Regions from separate parts of the Gossypium arboreum genome. Here region 1 is linked to region 2. Evidence: chromatin contacts called from public Hi-C data. All regions are on one chromosome and are shown on one strand. The core of a region is the stretch at or near the end of the contact, and the rest is flanking DNA. Distances in the headings are between cores, read along the strand shown. Region 1 holds the start of LOC108486798 (methyl-CpG-binding domain-containing protein 11-like). Region 2 holds the start of LOC108486329 (CBL-interacting serine/threonine-protein kinase 24).

What was found. A called contact is a pair of places that touch in the nucleus more often than the background predicts.
Region 1: a contact with region 2 is called in a Hi-C map of leaf, with 2.5 times the contacts expected there. The contact joins the promoter of LOC108486798 here to the promoter of LOC108486329 in region 2. A contact is called at or near these places in 2 of 5 Hi-C or Micro-C datasets (both in leaf).

What each region holds. Positions count from the first base shown.
Region 1 is chr6:133,003,105-133,010,375 of ASM2569848v2, reverse strand. LOC108486798 (methyl-CpG-binding domain-containing protein 11-like) reads right to left here and starts at 3,341. Exons shown (of 2, transcript XM_017791038.2): 1 at 3,165-3,341; 2 at 1,532-2,613. The coding sequence starts at 3,230. The coding sequence ends at 1,789. LOC108486797 (glucan endo-1,3-beta-glucosidase 11-like) reads right to left here and starts at 327. Exons shown (of 3, transcript XM_017791037.2): 1 at 1-327.
Region 2 is chr6:132,804,405-132,812,011 of ASM2569848v2, reverse strand. LOC108486329 (CBL-interacting serine/threonine-protein kinase 24) reads left to right here and starts at 2,471. Exons shown (of 16, transcript XM_017790329.2): 1 at 2,471-2,772; 2 at 3,036-3,243; 3 at 4,426-4,488; 4 at 4,572-4,643; 5 at 4,787-4,894; 6 at 4,991-5,065; 7 at 5,152-5,205; 8 at 6,184-6,309. The coding sequence starts at 3,079.

The sequences.
Region 1 (7,271 bases), core at 2,092-4,591, 200 kb before region 2:
ATTAATTAAAGAAAAAATAATAATAAAAAAGTCTCTCCCTTAATACTTCACTTTCTCTCTTTATGTCACACGGTCTCCTCCATTTTCCATGGCTTAGTGTTTCAATCTTTAGAAGCTCAGCTTCTTTTTGGCCACAACTAAAATATGGGTAAGAAGGAAGATTGTGAAGTGATTTTAAGACAGGAAGCCAAAGCTTGTGTGTGAGAAAAGGGTCTTCAGCTTTGGGATTTTGATTAAATTCAACTATTCTTTAAAAATGTTATTACAAAATGTGTTGTGTCCATTGGTCAGTGCTGCTTACTCGGCAATTTGGAAGTGTTAGAACTTGAAGTTCTGTATTGTCTCCACGATCCACAATTGGGCCCTAAACTGGCTATTTAGTGACTAATAGTCTCTTTATTAAAAAATTTGAGTAAATTATTCCCATAAATTTCGAAACATGCAAATTAACTCTTTTGCATATAGCACATTAATTTAAATTATTAATTGTTAATTTAGTCCTTAAACTATAGTTAAAATATTATTTTAATTTTTAAAAATTTTTACAGTAATTCTAAAAAATTTAAAATAAATATAATTTATTAAAATATTAAAAATAAATATAATTTATTAAAATATTAAAAATATGTTAACTTTTTAAAAATAATTTTTTCTAAAAATTCAAAATCGTCATCTTTTAACTATTTGAAGTTGGGTTTCTATAGATACTAACCATAACCACTTGGATTTAACTTCCATTCTTCTTTTGTTTTCATAGTATTGTTTCTTAACATAATTTTAATATTTATATTTATTATGTTAAAAAAATTAACATTATTTTTAACAATTTATATTTATTGTAAATATTTTTTTAGTTTTTAGAATTATTGTAAGAAATTTTTTTAAAATCAAAATAATATTTTAACTATAATTTAGAGACCAAATTAGCAATTAACCAAATTAACTTGCCACATTATCATTTAATTGATAAAATTTAACGGAGGACTAATTTACATGTGTCGAAATCTATAAGGATTAATTTACTCATTTTTTTTAGTAAAGAGACCAAAATGCAATCCAACCCTAATACTTTTACGAGACTACCCACTCTTAAGTTGTAACTGATTTATAAGAAGCTCGAATTTAAGTTTCCAAATTTGATTTTATATCATCACATTTATTTCTAAAGTTCAAATTCCATCTTAACTGAAATATGTTTTTTTAAGGTAAAGCAATATTATTTACAAATAAACAAAAGGAAACAGACCAACATGGCGAGGCAATAACTAATCCTAATCCAATAAGCTTACCACATACACTCGGTCTTATAAAAAAAAGTGAGAATTAACAAATAAATTAAGATGACATATTGATATAAATTAAATTAATATACCTTAAACAAAGTTCTCTGACTAGCTTTAAAATCTACTTAATTTAATTAAAAAAAAGGTTCGGGCAATACAAAAGTACATATTATTATCCTTACCAAAGTTTAAACCAAGTAAATGCTGGGAGTTTACCAAATTAATCAACAAAAAATAGATGCCAGATATCAGAAAAGAGCACTAATTTTAACCTTTTACTTAGCACTGCATATTACATCCATATCCTTTCATCACTTACAAGCTACAGGTCAGACCAATAATACATCAGACACAGTTACATTATATAGCTATCTACCATAATACCAAAAGATGTCTCATCAGTTACTACCTTAGTAAAGCTAGTCATTTTAAGTATGTCCCAAAATCAAAAAGGTTCACAAGGGGGATGCATCATGTTAAATGTTAATCCATTGTAAATAGAATCTCAAGGCTTCCCCTCCTCTGCATTACTTCCCTTACTACCATTTTGAATTGCTTCTTCCGTTTCATCACGATTTGCTGCTTCATTGACTTCGATTTCTCTTTCAGATTCAATTGTGCTTCTATCATGTTTTGGTTTTACTTCTCCTTGCCCCTCATTTTTCCGTTCCTCCGTAACGCATACGTTGGGTTTCTCCTGCTCCATGGATCCAAGCCCTTTCTCAGCTTCACTCGCTGGTTGTTCAACATTTCCATCGGATGTTGCATCCTCCATGTCTGCTGTTTCCTTTTGGCCAAATCCAGAAGCATTCATTTCAACTCCGTCCTGCGGGCATTTCAACTTTTCAGATACTGCTTCACCATCTCCTTTACCTTCTTCGATATTAGTAGATATTTTTGCATCTACTCCGCGTGTCACTTCTTTAGAAGTGGGTTCAGATTTACTGTTACCATCTTGCGTTTTATCTTTGTTCTCATTCTCATTCTCTTCCTCAGATTTTCCAGCCTCTTCCATAACATCTTTACTATCCTCTGTTCCTTCAGGGGCTGTCTCCGATTCTTTGTTATCATCCTTTGAAGCTGATGATTTTCTGCCTCGTTTTTTCGGAGGTTCACTATCTGCTGTCGGCATTGCTTTTACCTTCTCGCTAATCCTTGCTGATCTCCTAGGGGTCTCACCAGTGCCCCAATCGAATTCCGATATTACTGGACCCCCAGGGTGTTGTTTAAGGTAATGCTCCAATTGTTTCTTGTTACTGATTTGTTCCCCAGAGGGAGCAGTGAAAATGATCTCATTCTTCTTAGGAGTTCCCCCTTTCTTCGGCTTCAACTGCAGAACAAAAAGAAACCTTAAGATTGCACGATATTATCAAAATCAACACCAAAAATGACATTGATGACTTTCCAGTTTCCTACATAAAGTTCCGAAACAATTGCACAACTTGAAAGCAACGTTTAATCAACAGACATTCTTCAACAGTCTTTCAAAATAATAGTCAAAATATCATTTCTCAAACAAAAAATTAAATCTTCCAACTAAGAGCACTAAAATATCATAAGGGATGCCCAACTTTGCTCATTTGCCTCCAAGAATCGTTTAAAAACAGAAACCCAAAGATTACAGACAAAGACCCTTCTATAGAACCCTAGCTATTGCTTTGCTTCCAATAAATTGGGAAAACCAGATGTGTTAACCAGAAAAAAAAAAAAAAAAAACTCATAATTCACCATTAATACTAGGAGCAAAACAAAATAACTCTAATTAAAAATTATCATTACTTCCCTAACTAGAAAAATAAAAACAAAATAAAACCCAGTGAAACGACAAGCAATAAACTTGAATTTTTTTTTTTTAGGAAGAAAGAAGAAGAAGAAATGAACCATTTTCTTCCAACCAGGAGGAGCAGTGAGTTGTAAGCAAACAACATCATCTTTGGCACTGTCCATTTCCTTCTTCTCCTTCCCCTTCTCCACCGCGCTCGCCTTTTCCACCTACCAAATTACCGACTCAAATTTTTATACCAAATTTTACTTATTTATCCATCTGATCCACAAAAATTATACTAATGTGTCTACGGGCCGGGCCAGATTCTACTGGACTCCAAATCCACAACATTTCTATATTTTTCATTTTTATTTAATAAACTTATATTTTCATTGAAATTTTAAATATAAATCATGTAACATAGTTTTTAATATTTATATTATATAATATATATTATAGGAAAAATATAAAATTGGAATACAGGTTTGCCGAGCTCCACCATTAATATTGGAAGCTAAGTCTAACTTTAAATTTTTTATATTGTATAAGTATAAATATTTGTATATGTAATATGTAAAGATAAATTTGTGTTATATTAATTAATGATCTGTGAAAATTGAATTAAATTAAATTGTCATTTGTAAAATTGCATAAAATCAAAGTTTATATATAACATTGCACATTGAAGCAAAATTCATATATAATTTTGATATTTATCCTTAATATTTCTTTTTCTTTTATTTGTATTTATTTAATTGATTTTACATTACCTTTTTCCTATGATAATCCCAAAATTTGGAACTAACATGTTTAACTAAAAATGATATATGATATATCAATTGAGTCTTAACTCGATTGGCATAGATATTGCTCCCAATGTAGGAGTACATGAGTTTGAGTGCGTTAAATCGTATTATCCTCCTATTTATGTATTGGGGAGGGGTTGTGGATAATTCTAGACATTGTATCAAAAAAAGCAGATATGATCAAAATCTATAATGAGATTGTTCAAAAAATAAATGTTATATGATATAGATGTGAATATCCCATGCCATAACTTAAAACTATAACAATAAATTAAAGGGTAAAGTAAAAAAAAATTGTCATTAAATTATTGTTTGCATTCTATCTTGATCATTAAACTTTTAAAATTTACAATTTAGTTATTAAACTATTCGAAATCAAATTGTTTGGTCACCGAACATTAACAATAGTTTGAAATTTGACAGAAGTGCTGACATGGGCTTTTTTTATTGGTCTAATAATAAATTTAGCTCTATAATATTTACAAACTCTATCATTTTCATCCTAAACATAAAAAATTTCACAAAATTAGCTCTCAATGTTTACAAAATTTGTCATTTATAAAAATTAATAAAAAAATCATTTAAACCCCTAAAGTCATAATGAACATATGACATCACACCAATCATTGAATAATGGGAATAGCTATCAAATCGTTTGGGTCATTTTTGTGTTGAATAAAATATTCTTGATATTCCACAAATAAAACAGTAATTGCCAGACCCTATCTTTTTTTGATAAATTATTATTTTTATTTTTAATTTTTTAAGTATAGTACAATAGTTTGGACATTGAAAAGTTGAAACTTATTTGCTAAGTACTATATGATATTAAGTATTTTTTGGTACAATTAGATGCTATCAAACCAAAATTTGATTATCCAATTATCAACATATGTCATTATGAAATATTCTGATCAAGGTTTTTAGAATTTGACTGGTGGTCAAACCAGTCAAGCCATCGATTTCGCCAGTTTGATTAGTCTGTCTAATTCAATTAAATAAAATATTTTTAAAAAATAAAAATATTTAAAAAAATTGATTTAGTCGCATGGTTCCTAGGTCAACCGGTCTAATGGCTCTCTCTGGATTGGTACACTTGCCGATTTTGATCTAATCAATCTGACCAACTAATCCGATCCAACTCAAAACAACATTGATCCTGACGGTTATTCTCATCCAACCGTCGGTTTAATGTCACCTAGGGCAAATTTGGATGGGCGGTGCGTTTATCTGCGGTTAGTGTAAAAACAGCGGTGGCAGTGAGATTAGATATTGTAGCGATACTGTAGCGTGAGTCAAAAAGTAAGCTAAACGCACCGCACGCACCCAATCGCCCATCCAAACTAAGCCCTATTCATTTTGATTTTAGGGGTTTAATTTCAAAACTGAGTAATCAATAAATGAATTTTTATAATATTTTTATATTTTAATAATATTATAATTTTATTAAAATAAAATTTTATAATTTATTAGAACTTATTAGGTTTTTTATCATTTTTATAATATTTATAAGTTTTTATGATTTTAATAATTTTTATAATATTTATAAGTTTTGATATTTTTTATAATTTTTATCACGTTATATCAACTTTAATATTTTTAAAATTTTTAATAATTTTATAATTTTTATGATATTTTATAATTTTATGACTTTTATATGTTTTTTAAGAATTTTTATACATTTTATAAAATTTTAAATATGTTTTATTAATTTTATAAAAAATTATAATTTATTAGCATTTATTTAATTTTATATATTTTTATTTTTATAAGTTTATATCAACTTTAATAATTTTTAATATTTTTAATATTTATATTTTTATAACTTTTACGATATTTTATAATTTTAATGATTTTTTTAATTTTTGTATTTTGAGCGAGAACATATAAGATTGAATCAAAAGTTGTCATGTACTACCATTTGATTGGTCTATCAATTTATTTTTTCAGTTAATATGGCCAATAAAAGAAACTATTGATAAACAGACTTAATTAATTTTTTTATTAATGGCAGGGACGAATTTAGCATAAAGACTTAATTGTGTTTTTCATTTTCTCTTAGAAGCTTTTTTGTCATATAAGAAAAAAAAAATCTAAATTCCTCTAACTCCTGATAAAACGCTTCAATTTGTTATTATTTGTCATATTCAAACGTTTTATAACCGTTGGATTCACTTTTCATTTCCACGTGTATCAATATCAGTGCTACAAGAAAAATAGAAAAGAATAAGGGATCTTTTTAAAAATAGAAAAATAGACAGTTGAATAATTATGTAGTGATGTATTAAATTTATTGAATTATTTAAAATTAAAATTAAATTGATAAAATATGTAAATGTTGAAGACTATATATATAATTATACCAATTAAAATAGGTTAAATCATCATTTTCATTAACATAAGTTGACCAAAATAGAAACAAATAATAACGTTACTGATTAAAATAAAAGTTGTTATAATTTGGTGACCAAAATAAAAATACATTAATAATTGAGTGACTAATTGTACAAATTTACCCTTAAAATTATTAATCAACTTTTTGAACCCCTTGCAAATTTACAATTTCTTTCTTCAGTTCCAGAAAAGTTCGAAATATTTTGCTACAAAACCGGTAATGATTCACAAAAGAATATTTATTATTTTTAAAAATTTAACATAATTAATGATATTTACTTAGAAACAAATGTCTATTTCAATTATTCAAATTTGAAACTTTATATCTCTTTCCTTGTAGAATTGGCTTTAAAATTGCCCCTACCTTTAAGGCATCCATGAATGAGAGTAGTCCACACCCATAAATTATAATATACATAATCAATTATATCAAATAAATTAAATTAATTCACTTTTAAAAAACTTTTTATTAAATTTAATCATTTTTGGTTTTTGGTAAATAGATAATCACCCATAATATATAGTGTTAGACTTAATAAAATTATTAAAAATTAACTTAGAAAATTACCTAGAAAACTAAGGTTCAAGTTTTACTTCTTTTTATTTATTTATTTTCTTTTATTTTTTTCTCAGCAACCAAGCCAAGTTCAACTAAGATATATATTAGTTTTGGTGGAAACGGAACAAGCTTAGATAGTAAAGGAACAAGCTTGGATAATAACCCAAATGGTACGGCATCTATTTCCTTTTTGTTTCCTTTCTTATTCCTCTACATCTTCCCCTTTGCCATTATTTTCTTTTCATTGCTGGAAATTTTAATTCAATCTCGAGTTTGAAATCAACCTCCGTTCAATCCATTTTTCGTATCGATTTAGTGTAACACCATCAATTCAATCCCTAAGTTGCCAAGAATCGGTAAGTTCAATTCAAACCTGATAATTGATTCCAAATTTCTATAGTATTTTTATTCGATACTAATCTTTCATTCGATTTAATGAATCTTACCAAAATTCTCGGTATTCT
Region 2 (7,607 bases), core at 1,222-3,721:
TTTAGGAAAGAAAAACAAATACTGAATACCTGAATTGCTTAATCTTGTTAACTTTAATATTTTGCTTTCAATCCCATTGTAAATCTACTTCCAATTTTTTTCTTCAAAAATATTAAATTTGAAAGTAAGAGATTTTTTTGAATTTTTTCAACCTAAAACTTGTAGAGTAAACTACACCCATGGTCATTTTAACATAATGTTTGTCTTATTGTGGTCACTCTAATTTTTTTTTCAGTTTAGTCACTCCAATTAAGATAATTGTTTGAATTAGTCACTTCCATTAAAAATTCTGTTAATCACTAACGGAAAACCCTAACCTTCCTTTTTGTGTCACCAATACCATCGTTAAGCTCTAGCACCATCGTTTGGTTATCATTTTCTCTCCTCTCATTTTCCAAGCTTAGCCTAAAGTAACTTTTTCAGTGGTGATCTCTTTTGATATCTCTTAATTAACACTACTTTTGCCATCCCATTCTTTCCCCCCAATGGTAAAACCGAAGTCTTGAATCATCGTCAAGCATTTGGCTCTCTTCGACCTCCTAACCAAATACCTTCGATATGCTCCCTCTACCTTTCCCATTCCATCCTTTACGTCAACACCTAAGGTAACTCCCTCCTTTTGCCCTCTATAAACCCTAACTAGACCCCAATTGAATCCCTCTCTTCCCTTTCTCGAAACGTTTCTCTTCTCTGTACAATTTTCGTTTTCTTTATTGAATCGATTTTTATTTTTGACCAAAATGATGTCATTTTGATACTTTTTGATGGGTTATTGTTTCTAATGGATCCATTATTGATTGAACCAATTAAAAAAATTAGATGGTTTAAAAGGATTCATAGTAATCGCTCAGGTATTTCAAGGAATCCATTCTCAAAGCACTGATTCAGTCAGTTGTTCATTAAAAGGGCAATGGGTTTTGGATAAATTCGAAGGGCTTAAGATAAATGGAGTGAAAAGGAATGAGTTAGAGTGGAACCAATGGTTTTCATTCCTTGCCGATGGTGAGTGTGATTGGAGAATGTAATCGAAGGTCAAACGACAATGTTGAAGCTTAGGTGGCGATGGCATTGACGACACAAAGGGGAGGTTAGGGTTTTCAGTTGTGAGAAGATTGCTGATAACCCTAATCTATTAGTGATTAACACAATTTTTAACAACAGTGACTAATTCACATAATTATTTTAATTAGAGTGACTAAATTGAGAAAAAAATTTAGAGGGACCAATATAGGACAAACCTAATTATAGAGTGATTATGGGTGTAGTTTATCCAAACTTGTATTACATGGTTAGGGGCGAAGGTAGAATTTTTTTTAGAGGGGTTTAATTTTTACGATAATAAAATTGTAATTTCACCATTTGAATAGCCTATATATTTATAAATTTTAAAGTATTAAATCAAATTTTTTTATTTTAGGAGGGCCATAGTATAATTTTATCTTTACTAATTTAATTTTTTAATAAATTAAATAACTTAAATTAATATTTTTTTTATTTTAGGCCGCCAGAACCTTTATTAATCTCCTGGCTACTCCCTATACATGATATAAGAAAAAAAAAAAAAAAGTTAAAAACAATTTAATTCTCATTAGAAAGCAAAAATAAAAAGTGCAAGAGAGAGAGTTAGAGAAAAAAAAGGCGTACATTACGTAATAATTCAATTAATTGAGTCTAACTATTAGGTCATTGAAACTAAAAAACCTAATTTTTTTCCAAATTATAACTATACTACTTATATTATTTTTATCAATTTAATTCTTATACTTTATTTTTGTGATCAATTTAGCTTTTGTACTGATTTTGTAATCCCATTATCCAACTTAAATTCTATTAAAAATTTAAACCAACCAATGACTATATATGTAAAAAAACTTCCACTTAACATTTTCAAAGATTTAACAAAACTAAAGAAAAATAATTAAAAATAAAAAATAAAAAAACTCAAAAACCTTAATGCTCACACAATCATAAAAACCTAAAAAATCATAATTCATTTTAAAAATTATAAAAATATAATTATGCAAAACTTCAAAAAATTAAAAATTTTGTGTTTGGAATTTTAGGTTGTTTTTAAAAAATTAAAATTTAATGAAACTTTTAAGAATTTTATGGTATTTTTATTAAAATAAATTCAAAGTTCCTTAAAAATAATAAAAAAATCATAAAAAGCAAAAGAATTAGAAAAAAACCCGTAAAATTCTTAAAAGTTTTGAGTAAACTTCTAAAATTTTCTAAAAGCTTAAATTCTAAACAAATGAATTTTTTAAATTTTATGAAATTTAATATTTTAAAGTTTCACATACTTATAATTTTAAAAGTATATATATTTTTGAAATTTGTAAATAATTTTTTTAGTTTTTATAAGTTTTTAAGATTTTTATGGGATTTTTAATAAATTTTAAATAACTCTTCACTGTTTTGACTTGTGGTAGCGTGTAATTAATTGATTTAAATTTTTGTTAACGGAAAATCAAATTGGGGTAATGAGCTATAAAGAAAAAGAAGGGGCCAAAGTACGGGTAGCAAAGTAATAGTTTAGCTATAGCACAGCGGCTAAATAATTATTAAGCAAAAGAAAAATAAAAAGAGCTTTTGGTTTATGTTTGCTTTACCTGGTTTGATGAACCATCAATTTACTGCCAAAGCTAACGCGAAGCCCTCGTCGAACCTCCGGCTATCTTCATTTTCTTTTTCATTTGAAGGCGAAAAGTTTTCTGGGCGATAAGTTTTTCGCCCGAATATTCGTCTAATTATTGGCAACTTCTCTTCTAGGTTTGCCTTGTTTTAGTATGTTTTAATTCATTTATTCTAATCTCGATTTACGGTTTATTTTTCTCTCTTCAAATTTCTTGTTTTTCTCAGTAAACTTATAAACTTGCGATTTTTTTTCCCCTCAAGTTTCTCAGCAGCCAAACAGAGATTGCCTACAATTTTTAGTAATAATTATTAAATTTATTAGTCCAATTTGTGTGGTGTAGTCAACGCAGCATGGAGAGTAAGCTCTCAAATTTTAATTTTCTCTTTTTTGGGTTCAGGTGTTTCTTTTTCTTTTTGGTATGAGATGATCGTTGAATAACGATGAGGAAGAAAACAAGAACAGTAGGAAAGTATGAGGTTGGACGAACAATTGGGCAAGGAACATTCGCCAAAGTTAAGTTTGCGCGGAATTCAGTCAGTGGAGAGAGCGTGGCCTTGAAAGTTTTGCCCAAAGCCACCATTCTTAAGCACAGAATGGTTGATCAGGTGTTTATTTAATTCTTTTTTTTTTTTAAGAAAAAACAAGGACAGACCCTGTAACGGCCTTTGACTTTAGAATTTGTAGTTCTTATTCAATGCTAAGTAGCTGCAAATCATTATTCTCTTATCTTGTTCAAAGTTACTGAATTCACTGTTTAAAAAAAGCTCTATTAATGCCTCTGCCTTTTGATTGTTTGGTTGAAAAATCATGTGTGGCCTATTTTGCGTGCTCTGCTTGAATTATGGTTGGTATTTGGTAAGATTATTGCTGGTATTATAAGTTATCCTTGAGAAAGCTCTGTTGTGTAGAATTTAAGTAGCAAGTTCACCACAAAGTCTAATGGAAAATTCTCTGAAGTGAATGGTGATTATAATGATTTTCAAGTCAGCATGAGCCCTCTGATTCTTGGATGTTAACTGCGTGAGGAAGTAATTTATGTTGAAGTTTCACTTAATGGTACTTCCACATTGGAAGAGCATAATTTGCTGCAACTTATAGAATGGGTATTTGAAGTCCTCTATTCTTGATTACAAAAATATCTTTATATTCATGCAGTTTATAATTTTCCGTATCCAGAGAAATACCTTGCTTTCTTCCAATTGCTTTTTTTTTTATAATGTCTTCTACTCTAGTGTCTGTGTCCTTGCCATTTCTCAATGTACTTTCTTTTTGGTCCCTTGGACCTGTTCAAAGGACACTGTTTTAACACAAGATTGTTAATGAAATTCTTTAGCTGGGGAGGATGCTAGTTGAGGGACAATCTTAGCATCTATTTTTGTGTTGGTTTTTGAATTTTTTTGGTGAAAAACTAGATCACATCACTTGTCTGAAATCAAGTAACTAAAGATTTCTGGAGACCATCTTTTCCTTTTAAAATTTGATAGTCTAATATAAATCCAACATCATATTGTTATACACTGCAAGTGTTTAGGACTAGAGAAACCTGCTGCATGCTGCATATCTGGGGGTACATGTATAGTTGAATTCATACTTCCTTGGTCTTTCAAATCTAATCCTAAGGATTTTTAACCCTTTAGCAGCAAAATATTTGAGAGCTACTAGAGCTGTGAAATTGTCCTAACTTTTTGGTTACTACCTTGATTTATGAATATCTTCGTCTATGGTTACTATGGTAATTAGTTGACTAACCCTTCCTCGGGCTGTTTTCTTTTTCCCATTGGCTTCAGATTAAAAGAGAGATATCGATAATGAAGATTGTTAGACATCCTAACATAGTTAGGTTGCATGAGGTATGTTTATACATTCCATTATGTACATCATCCATTGATATTCCTGTTTAAATTGTTGAAAGTTGCCTTGTATTGTTTTCTAGGTTCTGGCAAGTAGGACAAAAATATATATTATTCTTGAGTTTATAAGTGGAGGAGAACTCTTTGATAAAATTGTAAGGCATCTCCTGTCTCTCAAGTATTTGCATATTTTTTATTTGAACTTTTTCTCCATAATAATTTATTTTTGCCTTTTCTCTTTTTTTTGTTTGGTTTTCCCCCTAAGAAAAACATTTATCTCCTTTAACTCTTTCTTTAGGTTCACTGTGGAAGACTTCCTGAGAATGAATGTAGGCGATACTTTCAACAGCTTATTGACGCTGTTGCTCATTGTCACAGTAAGGGTGTATACCACAGAGACCTAAAGGTGCTATGTTTTGATTCAACATCTTTGAACAGCACTGATTTCATGATTCCATCTTTAATCCTGACTAACTTTTTCTTTTCCTCTATAATTTTGTAGCCTGAAAATCTTCTTCTTGACTCCTATGGAGATTTGAAGGTTTCTGACTTTGGGCTGAGTGCATTGCTACAGCAAGTGAGTATATTGACTTCTAGTTAGGTATTAAACAGCAGAGAGCTTTTACTTATAATTATTCCTTTTCTCTCTCTGCACATGAGCAGGGGGTCGGACTTCTCCACACGACATGTGGAACCCCGAATTATGTTGCACCTGAGGTACATTCCTTCAACCAACTTGAAGATCATGCAGCAAGTTTGTCTTATATTCTACCATGCTTTGCAACTGTTTTGAATTCCAAAACATAGGTCAAATTAATTGTTGTCTACTCCGGCCTCTTACATTCTGAACTACTGGGCATTGGAAATTGCTTACATTGATTTTATCCTCTACAATGGGTTTTTCTAAGTCAATGCCACTAAATAATGTCACAAATTATGAATTAAATGCCAACACAATTGCCAATAGTCTTGTCATGCAGAAGACAAGTAGAAGCCAATTTACCCAAGTCATATATGTCTCCTCAGATTTAATCCTGAAAGTCCTCTTACATGTGCGTCTGCAACTGTTTTAGCAACTGATCATCTACTTTGTTGCTTTTTTTTTCTCTATCAAATACCCATCCATTCATTGGTCAACTATGCCTTTTATAAGTTATCTCAAGTGCTGAGTCAATAAAGATATAGAAATCAGCATCACATTACAAGTGCTACGACTGGGCAGAGACTAAATAAGATCCTAAAATACTGTAATCCTTAGTTTATGATGTTTTCTGGGAATTTTTCCTTTATTTTTTGGTTGAAGTGGGGAGAGGGGGAGGGGGTTGCTTCAAATGCCTAGGGTAGCAGGGATGTTACTGCTGAATTCAATTAAAGAATGGCAACCAAGGAAACTTGGGTAAGGCTTTCAGGCTTTTTCTTGATAAGCACTTGCCTAATAAGTTCTTCTCTCTTAGTGACTTTCTATATTTTACCTTTAATTTCTTAACTATCTTTGGCGGTGATAGTTGACTTTTTTCTTTTTCATTTTGTCACTTAACTATTCTGGTAGTTTCTTAGTTGCTTAGATGCTAGAGATAGTTATGGCTGTAAATTGTAATCAAGTTTTTGTTTAGACCTGCATCAGTGCATTAAAGGACATGCATAATTTTAGGTTTTTTTTTTATGTAGTTGAAGTACTGAACCACTGCTCTTCAGGTGCTCAGCAACCAGGGTTATGATGGTGCAGCTGCTGATATATGGTCCTGCGGAGTCATTCTCTTTTTTATTATGGCTGGATATCTCCCATTTTACGAGATAGACATACCAACACTGTACAAAAAGGTTAGATAACATCAATGTTTCTGATATGGACACTTGCAATAGGAGTTTTTAGTTTTATTTATTTATTTATTATATCAGGTTTTACTAAGAGTTTTAGTTTTACTATATTAGGTTTTTGTTTCCTTCATAAACTCTAAGTTAGGAATTCTATTTTATATCAATTAGGACTCTTTCATTTGTTATTAGCAGTCTATAAAAGGCTGCCAATATGAAATAAAGAGGTAAGCAATTATTCTATCAAAAGAAATGTTATTTTGAGAGGGGGTTCAGTCAAGGACGAATCTGCCTTTTTGAGTAACCATAGGTCGAAACAAGAATTCTTTCTCGTCTAGACCTGTGACTAGATCTTACGCCAAGGCGCATAACAACTTGGTATCGGAGCCAGCTGTCATGGGTGACGAAAAAACTTTGACAGCCAAGCTGGAGGCATTCATGGAACAAATGGCTACAAGGCAACAAGCATTAGAGGAGCAGGTGGCGATATTATCTCTTTCGGTTCAAAAGACAACGAAAGGGGATTCAGAAAAAAATAATGAAGAACAAGGCAGCAATGGAGGCAAGAAAAGAAATTCAGATTCGCAACACGGTGGGGCCATGGTGCCACGATACTCTAAGATGGAATTTCCCACTTGGGGTTGGAGATCCTTTAGGATGGTTAAAAAGATGCAAAAAATTTTTTGGCAATCAACGGACCAACGAAGAAGACAAAGTCGACCTAGCTTCATTCCATCTTTTAGGAGAGGCACAATTATGGTTTGATCAAATCGAAGAAGAGGAGGCAAATCTGGATTGGGAACGCTTCAGAGAGTGTTGTCATATCAGGTTTGGGCCACCTATGAGTAATAACCCCTTGGGGGAACTTGCAAACTTGAGACAAACTGGGACGGTAGAAGAATATCAACGCCAATTTCAATCACTACTTGCTAGGACTATTGATCTTAAACCTCGACAACAAGTAAACCTTTTTACTGCTGGATTGGTAGGGGAACTTAGAATTGATATTGAGATGCAACAACCGGGAAACCTTGGAGTTGCAATGAATATGGCTCGAGCTTTGGAACGTAAACAAAAAGTTTCTTCCAAGATGTTATCTCAAACCAATCTAAACTGGTCAACTTCCCAAAACACTGACAGCAATTCAATCATTCCAACAACTCAGAACATTGCAAAGGGAGGGGGACAAACAATAGAACCAACAGGGAGCAACGGCAAAATAGGTTCTTTTGCACCATTTATTAAGAGATTGACACGGATAGAAATGGCGGAAAGAAGGGCTAAAGGGCTGTGTTATAATTGTG